Regions from separate parts of the Gasterosteus aculeatus genome. Here region 2 is linked to region 1. The links are chromatin contacts, called in public Hi-C maps. All regions are on one chromosome and are shown on one strand. The core of a region is the stretch at or near the end of the contact, and the rest is flanking DNA. Distances in the headings are between cores, read along the strand shown. Region 1 has its middle 20 kb from the start of tmem161b. Region 2 overlaps LOC120831200 (a long non-coding RNA gene).

Region 1 (4,705 bases), core at 1,093-3,592:
GAGGACACCTTGGTAACGCATTCACCCATCCAGTGGAACTACGTGACAAATGCAAATGCCCCAAGATCAAGGTTTCTCCTTGGCGCTGGCGCAGCACTTGTTTCTCTCCTTTCATGTCCGAATGATGATGGTAATAATAAGACGGGAGGACAGGCCTAAGATTGGGCCACAGGAGGAACGAGCATCGATGAGATCTTTGATATCGAATGCTGCATCCTACGATATTAGTGTCATTTGTGGAGCGGTTTGACTGACAGTTTATTAGAAAATAGTGATAATTGCACCACTGTCCTCGTCCATGTTTTATGTTTCAATCTCTGACACTTTGATGCACACTGGTGAATGTGGTGCTCAAATTAGGACAAAGGCGGTGCTGCCTTTTGTCAGTTCCATACTGAAGAAACACGGAAACAAACAAATATCTGTTTTTTATTTGGTTTTACACTCAAACAAATACACCAATACTGTATAAAAGTATATATTTGCACACGGGTACTCACAATAGAAACTGCTTCATTTTGCTCCAGGAATCCTGTCATTTTGCGTGCCTCAAGTCCAGTAGACTTCATTTTCAGCGTTGTATTTCATTAGGCTGATGATGCACATTTTATTCACGAAGCACTTCAACCCCAGATTGCTCTATGTGTCCTAATTAAGATGTGCTGTTTTCAGGAAATATGAAATTGATTGTAAGAAGAAGGTGTTACATTTGCCACATTACTCTGGATAAAGGGAGACATTTCTGTCAGTCATCTTGTACCAGAGACGCTTATAAATACCTACAGAGGTTTCTAGGATTATGAACGATTGTGAATTGTGTTCCCCACACATGCAGAATGTCGTGGCGTCCTGTGGAGGATAAAAGGAAAAAATAGACACGTTAACAAATATTTCAAAACATCAAACGACAAAACACTAAAAATAAAAAGGTATTCATGTCACTGTTTTGTTCTGTATTGTATTTTCTGGAAACGTATATGCTGTAGTAAGTAAATTTAGCAAGAATGTGTTGTTTTTATGGAATGAGTTGATAAGAGAAAATCCCCAAATAAGCATCTTTGTTCATATGGTAATAGGAACTCAAATTCAGAAAATCAATAAACAAGAATAATTGTAGGGGATTTCCATAAAATAAGCAATATTGTCAACTCTTCAAACAATATTCAAAATGTGACCTTTACTCAGAGTGTTAATTTATTTATTTCATCCTGTTTGTCTGTGAGAAGGTCTGTTGACATCGTGTTGTCTCAAGCGACCCTTGACCTCTTTTTGTGACCTGCTGCCAACCACAGAGGAGGGCAACAAGTCCTTTAGAGGAGCCTCTTGGGGAAACTGGCCCCTGGACACAAGGGCCCCCGGCTTCTTTTGGTGCAAAAACACAGTGATACTGTAGCTCCCGTCTCTTTTGGCTCTCACTGTCTGCTGGGGGGACATGGAAGAGAAGGACTGAGACATGGAATACATACTTATGCAGCAAGAGTAGATGTTTTTGCAAAAGGCATGTGCAAAATGATTTGTGTGTGCGTATGTTAGTCCGTGTTTGTGTAACTTTTCCCACTTTTTTTTAAAGCCAGCTACATAAAACACTCAGGAGACTATAGAGGGGGAAACTAAAAAGCTAACTTTTAACTCGAGAATATGAAAAACGAGGAGCTATAGAAAAACACGGGCCACTTTCATCATTATCAATTTATTTCTAATGAAAGACAGAATGATATTTCACTTTTAGCACATTAGATGTAGCGTTTACCATTAAAAAGCTCAAGTTCTTTTGAAGGTATTTCTTTTTTTCGTCCTACAGAGCGACTATTCACTGGTAGTGGTGAATGCATATTAAGGAAGAAAATCATTCACCTTATTCAATGCATGGCGGTAAATTACGGCATTATCTCTGCTCGGAAAGAAAGAAGGTGGAGAGGGGGTTGAAGTGGAGATGAGGGAGGGTGGGGGAAATTAAGAAAAGGGTGTGGAAAAAAAGCACGAACCTACACACATACTCCCTTCAGCCTGGACTCAATGGGAAAGATTATGCTGGGCCTTATCCAGTAGGGCCTGTCAGATTTATTTCCGACATCAAGGGAGTCTCTGCTGTCTCAAACCCCATCCATCAGCACCGTGTCTGGGCTTCTGTGTGGTCAGTGTCCTGGATGGAGGCTGAACGTGGAAAGCTGGAGGAGACTGGAGGTGTTTACGTGCGTGTGTGTGTGTGTGTGTGTGTGTGTTGGGGAGGGGAGGGGGGCATCTGAAGCAGGACTGGTTGCCAGGGCACACGGGCCAGTGGCATTCTGCACCGCCTGGCATCCCATGGTGCAATGGGAGCACTAGTCCTTGGTAAGTCACCAGTGGAGGGGAAAAACACTGTCATAGAGATGAAAGGGGGAGGGGGGGCGGCTCCCCCCCCCACTCTGATCTAAGAGAGAAAATAAAATAGGCAGACTAGAGAGAGTTTTAGAGTGTGTATCTCACTGTACTCCATGACAATATGTCTCACATTCGAAATCCTTATTATAGTTTGGATCTGGAAAAAAGGGAATGTGCTTTCATTGTTCAGGGACACGTCCCCTTTCACACACTCACACACACACACACACACACACACACACTATTCCCTTCACCCAGGTGCCTGTGCCACACCACCCACCCCTGTCGTTCTGCACGATGTAACCTAGCAACTATTTAATTAAAATAGCATCAGCAAGGAAAGAGGCTTTTTTTTTATCCCTTGCAACAATTTCCACCAATCAGAGTGCTTTTCAGCACACCATGAATCATAACTGACGCTATGCATGCAACCTTATTGTAACCCTCACATCCCCTTCTTTGTTTCTACATTTGGTTATTTCAGAAAGACCTGGCCTTTCAGGTCTGGTAGAACATACCGGATGTCATATACATCTGCTGCAGTGGCACCTTATATACATCAACTGGCCAGAGATTTAATGCAGAACGTTATTATGCCACAGAGTTGTACAAGCAAGGCCATCACCTCTCTGTCCTTCAGAGTAGTCTATTAAGGATAATATGACGCCTCCTCTTCAAGACCCCCCCCCCCCCCCAACCCCTCCTTTTCCCTTTGTATGCCAAATCACAGCACCCTCTATTTCAGCGTAAAAAGAGGCGCCTCTTACCATGCTCTACATGTGTGCCAAGCCTGGGCAGCGCGGAGCAATTAGAGGAAATGTGAAGCGGCTCCACGTGTCAGCGTACATCGGACTTACTGTCACTCAAACCACATCCATGACTCCTCTGCTGTGAGAAACAAACAATGGAGCAATATACTGGTTCAGGGATGTCAAAACCGGATGCCCCCATCTCTGTTTTGTTATCTCTTTGCCGGTCTTTTTGTCTTGTGCTTTTTCTGCTGCTGCTAATGGACACCCTGATGTATCATAGCACTGAAGTTATCTGTCCTTTCTTGATTTCCTGTAATGTAACATGTTGTATAGTACAGGTGCATCTGAGGGATACTGGTGACTTTCTCTCAATAGGGGGGAGAACCTCTGCCAGGACTCAAGAAGCAATGCACTGAGAGTCGTAGTAAGTGGCCATGACGAGCATCCATCCAAATGTTACATTATCGGGTTGACCTCTGCTTCAGGTAAACTCAGGCTTTTGAGCAATAATGATACATTTCTTCCTTTTATGTCCCTCTTTTCTTATGCACATTATATCCATTTCTAAAAAACAGCTTGACCACTCAAGACGCTGCAATTCAAACATAGAAATTTAAGATCAGAGAAAGAGGAAAGTTAAGACATGTAAAAATGATAAAATCACATATGCACTTCTACCCTAATAGTCATATTTAAAATCAAAATCACATTAAACCAGATTTAAGGGGCTGCCGGCATCGGACCATTTAGTATGATCTCTTCAATAAAAAGCATCAGTGGAGGAAAATCCTCTTAGCTTGAAGAATATATCCAGATTTGTGTGTCTGACTGACTCAATTTTTTGATAAATTTCTTAATTTACTTATATTAAAGAATAAATACAAGAAAAAAAGAAAATAAATTGAAACAATTGTTTTTTTTCTGTGTCGATTTTCTTTTCAAAATGCCGTAAACAGATATGTTGAATTAAAAAGCCCCCGGAGAGAAAAATATTAATTATGATTTTGAAATGAATGGTAAATGGACTGCACCAACAGTGTATAGCGCCTACCTGACAAAGCACTTCACAGTGTGCCTCTTATTCACCAATTTAAATACAGTGGGGGCGAGTGACCTGCAACGCTCGATGGTCGGCCCATCTGGAACAACTCAGGGTTCCACGTGGACTCGCTGTCAACTCTTTGATTAGTGGGCAACCCGCTCTGAAGCCGCCGCTTACATGCTAATGCGCTGATGATGTTTTAATCTCTAATGGTTCAATGAAAAATGGCGAATATTTAGTAATTTTCATAAACGTAAACATGCCGCACATGTAGGCATATATCTTGGATTAATTTTTGTAATCGTGCAAATTCACCACTGCGTATAGCCCATACAGCTGTGTAAATCTTTGAGAGTGTGTGTTTACACATTGATTTGCATAATGGGACATGATTTTGACAGACAGAAAGAGAGAGAGGGCCCCTTGACATTTTTATAATAGCACTTTACAGGGTGGACGAGGTTGGGGGGGGGGGGTGGAATATGAGCAGCTGTAACACAACACATGGACCTCCACTGTATGTATTGCTCTTGAATAGAGACAGCAACCC
Region 2 (4,291 bases), core at 376-2,875, 59 kb before region 1:
GGCATATAATACCTGGTCATTTACCCGAAAGAAAATTTGGGTTGAGAAGCACTGAATAAAACAAGTTTTTGTTGTTTTCGATTAGATTGATTGAAATAGTAGCCAGGCTTTTTGAGGGAGAACACTGTTGTCATGTCACACACAAGGAAAACAGTTTCAATAAGCCTCCACTTTTCTCTCAAAAATCTTGTACAGTTATTTTGTGTACTAATTTTGTGAGTTCTTCATTTAAGCAAGAAATGGAAACATTGTTCTGGTGCATTTATAAGCCTATGGCTATAAGATGTACTATATTATTTTAGAATTAAAAAGGACCTCGGTCCAAACAGACAGTAATATATTCAATCTAGAAATGTATGTTGCCAGGAAAAAGCAGGATCACATGTTTAAACAACTGCAAATCACACTTGCATGCCTCTCCCAACTCAGTACATATTCAGTACTCCTGAGCTGCTTGGAGGGGAGATCAAGTATTAGTTGGCGGCGCTTTGAATATTCTTTATTGTCTGTCTCCAGAGATTGAGTAAATCTTGTCAATATGATTCACATTAGTAGTTTTTTTATGATCACCACTGCTGCCATGGCTCCTTAAAACCAGTGAACTGTCAGTGACGATGACGTGGACTCCATTTCTAAATTACAAACGTACCTGAAGCATCTTCTTGTCGCTATAAATGGGGCTGAATAGTGTCTTCTAGTGTGCGAGGTGCCCAAATGTATGCTTTTATATTATTTATAGAAGCGTTCCTGCATGTTGGTGGCCTCGCCATTTATTTCAAGAGACCCATTTCCTTATATATAAATGTACCCGTGTGGTTTGACTATGCGTGTAGAAATGGGTGGTTCCTTTTCCTTCCCCTCTGTAAACGCCGGCTACGTGCTTGACTTCCGCGCTCACACACACACAGTGCACCGCAGCCATTGTTGTCACGTGATTGGTTGAGTAACAAAAAAACCATGGCGACCGTAGAAGATGTTTTCATATTCATTGGCTGGGCAATCAGCATATTTCACATGAGCGTTGCCGGGTTTTTTAGCGTGCTTCCTCTTTGCCCGTGTGCTGTGTTTGACAGGTGCAGTAGCAGATTCATAATACGTATCAGGCCAGGGTCACTTTCTGTGCCAGACAAAGGATGTGAATATAGTTGTCATACGGATGCCGTTTGTTGCATGGCTATTTTTTTCTTACTCACAGCAGCCTACTCCCAGTTTGTTTTGTATTGAAAAAAATGGCAAACATATTACTCTTTTTTTCATAAGAAAGTTGTCATATGCGTTCTCTGCCATTTTAGTTACAATCAAAACACCTTCATCCATGTTAACTGAGGAGAAAAGTAGTGGTGTATTCATGCTGCTGAGGCTTGTGCTTGGGGCTGAAGGCTCAGCGTGCATCTTCGTTTGCATGTCTGTGTTTGCACACGTGTATGTTGTCCTGTCCGTTTGTCTTTGTAATTAAGTGACCCCGGCGTCTTGGACAGCTAGTGAGGCCACTACATGTTAATGAAAGGGAACAATAGCTGTGTCTCAGTCAACAACGTCTGTTTGTCTGGCCTCTCCATGTCTGTCTATTTCTGTGTGTGTGTGTGTGTGTGTGTGTGTGTGTCTCCTGGACATGAACTTGAACTTACAGGCAGCCAGACACCATCTGTTCACCAGGGGTAATGAATTCAGTGCATTCATTGCTGTGGTGCAAGCCAGGCCACCGCCAGCCATTGATGAGCAGATGACCCCTAGTCTGATTTAGCTCCTCATCACTAATATAATTCAACAAAACCAGCTGGGAGTAGGGGTGTTTATTTTGTTTGTTTGCCTGAAGAGAATAGTGAGAGTGGTGATGTGCCAGTAGGAGTGAAGCTTACATGCGTGTGTGCAGCATGCATGCTTCCCTACATGCATCTGTATGTTTCTCAATGTTTAATCATGTATTCATGAAGCCCTGTATTTTTCTCTTCCTGTTTTATCTTCGTCCCCTGTAAGGCTTATGCAAATGAATTGGCATGCAGCCGTTCCCTTCCTATATGCTGTCCTTTCCTTATTAAAGCACTGGCTTGCTGTTTTAACGACACGGCCATGCTGAATTTATTGCCTTGATAATTGAAAAGGGCCGGTTCTGTATTCCCACTGATAAAGTGTAAGTGAAACAAGCCGGGCACAATGTGAATTCCTGCAGGCCCTCCTCCTCCTCCTCCTCTTCCTCCAGCTCAAGCTCCTGTCACAATCGCAAGCATATACACACGCATGCGCACACACAATAAGGCTTTTCCCTCTGGTTGGTGTCGCCACGGCAACGGTAGGTGAGATCACCGAGCGCATGGCAGCATCAGCCTCTGCCAATGCAGGACAGATTTTTTTCTCTGTTTGGGGGGATGTGTGTGTGTGTGTGAGTGTGTGTATGTAGAGTGATCTATGCGAGAAACCAAATGCTACCAACTCCTTCGCTCTGTGGCTTACTGTAGACAAATTATAGTGTTTATATGTGTTTCCCATCAGGACACACATGCATTGGTTAATTGATTTAGTTTAAGTTTCTCTAGCGTTCTACATGAATTGATGTCATAAAGTCAGCTGTTAAAATCCCCCAAAAAGTCCGAGATTGTACATCGGTCATTCACACACATTAAGAGTCAAAAGATGTCATCGGCTTTATCAACGGCACCGTTGCCGATTAACAGGGATCTGATTGACCTCACTCCATAACACATCCGCCAGCCATAACTTGCCAATAAGCCACAGAGGAATGTCATGGTTGGGCCCTTTTTAATGACATCATGCATGGCCACTTGAGCGTCTTGTGGAGAGCAGCGGGCATGCTGTGCTCTATAGCCGTCCACATCAGCTAACTGCGACAACGTACATAACCAACATGCTAGTAGACCGTCAAAGATCTATTCCGTGCATAATATAATGCAATGACATACAGAATGACATATAGAACAATAGGCCACTAATGTGGATTCATACAGTTATACCAGTCAGTGAAGCTTGAGCCCAAAACTAAAAATTAATCCCAGAATTCTTTTCAGTGAAACACACAAATGCTCTGAAACTGATAAAGACGACGATTAGACTATGATTGTTATAAATATGGCCTGCCAATTGAAATCTGTAGCTTTTATTTGTATACTTAATTGTACATCATGCTGACAGTTACAAGAAAATAATTGTTTTGTTTTAGGATAATAATACTACTTTTCATTATTTTAAAACATATTTGTTCATAATTATCTGTGACGGCATTGAGAAAACATTGTGGTTGTCTTGTCCTAGTGTTTTTTTTAAGTATAAACCTTGTCACATTGTTTTCCAGATAATTTGTCAAAAGCACAACAATATTAAAGTAATACAATTTGAGCTGATGATGGTATTACGTCACCACTTAAACGATCCAGGTATTGCTGCCTAAATGATACTACAGTCATACGATGACACCTACAAACGGCACATGTTGTGGGGATTAAGGTGTAGACCAGAATGCAAACGCTATGTTTTAAACTTTGTTCCTATATTGCCAACATAGCTAACATAATCAAGGTAACATAGATGATAATAATGCCAACAAGTATATTATAATTTCAGCTGTGTTGCCTCACTATGAGACAGCTAAAGTGTGGTAGCAATAGTGCCCAATGAGGATGTGTGTGTTAGTAAGACTTTTGCACTGAAGCTGTCTTCCTGGATATCTGTGCTCTGCTGGCGTTTGATTATTAAAATAACATGCATTATAAATAAATTAGTATAATTGCATTTGAAATATGCTTTGAATCTGCTTTGAAGATAAAAGGGTGTAAATAATGTATTTCATGTCAGTGCATTATTCATCCTCTATTAATTACAAAAATCAGGCGCTCAGTGTTTTTCTCTGTCGGTAGTGGATGTTGTTTTTTTCTGTTACATCGGTATTCATTTCATCGAAGAGGAGGGGCTTCAGGAAACATAAAATAAGCATAAGCAATGTAGTCGTGACGTTACTATATTTAAAATATGCCCGTCTTTGTGTTCTCCGTAAAGCATATGTTATTGAGGTACGGATTCAATTTGAATATGGGGAACCATTTGAAAAATATATGCCGCTCGGCAATTAAATTATACGGTCTCTCGGACTGAGGAGCCAAAAAGTGCATATGGAATAGTGAGCAGTAGGTGCTATGCTCGCATTAGCATCCAGCGCTTTTATGGAAATTTGATGAGACAGGACTCATGCATACACGCCAGGGCCGGGCTGTACTCGCCTAATATTCTTATTAGAGAGGGGTGAATTAAATATTTATCGGGGGGGGGGCTAAGGGTTCGG

The links. Hi-C and Micro-C count contacts between places; a contact is called where the count stands out from the background.
Region 2: a contact with region 1 is called in a Hi-C map of skeletal muscle, with 3 times the contacts expected there. The contact joins two enhancer-like sites. A contact is called at or near these places in 2 of 6 Hi-C or Micro-C datasets (both in skeletal muscle).

Annotation. Positions count from the first base shown.
Region 1 is chr13:12,102,183-12,106,887 of fGasAcu3.hap1.1, reverse strand. No RefSeq gene overlaps it. Among protein-coding and RNA genes, the nearest start is that of tmem161b, 20 kb to the left of the region's middle. Within about 2 kb of position 2,342, at least 2 of the 9 cell types and tissues checked have open chromatin away from gene starts, as enhancers often do.
Region 2 is chr13:12,161,160-12,165,450 of fGasAcu3.hap1.1, reverse strand. The region is part of intron 1 of LOC120831200 (a long non-coding RNA gene); the gene reads left to right. Among protein-coding and RNA genes, the nearest start is that of LOC120831200, 7.5 kb to the left of the region's middle. Within about 2 kb of position 1,625, at least 2 of the 9 cell types and tissues checked have open chromatin away from gene starts, as enhancers often do.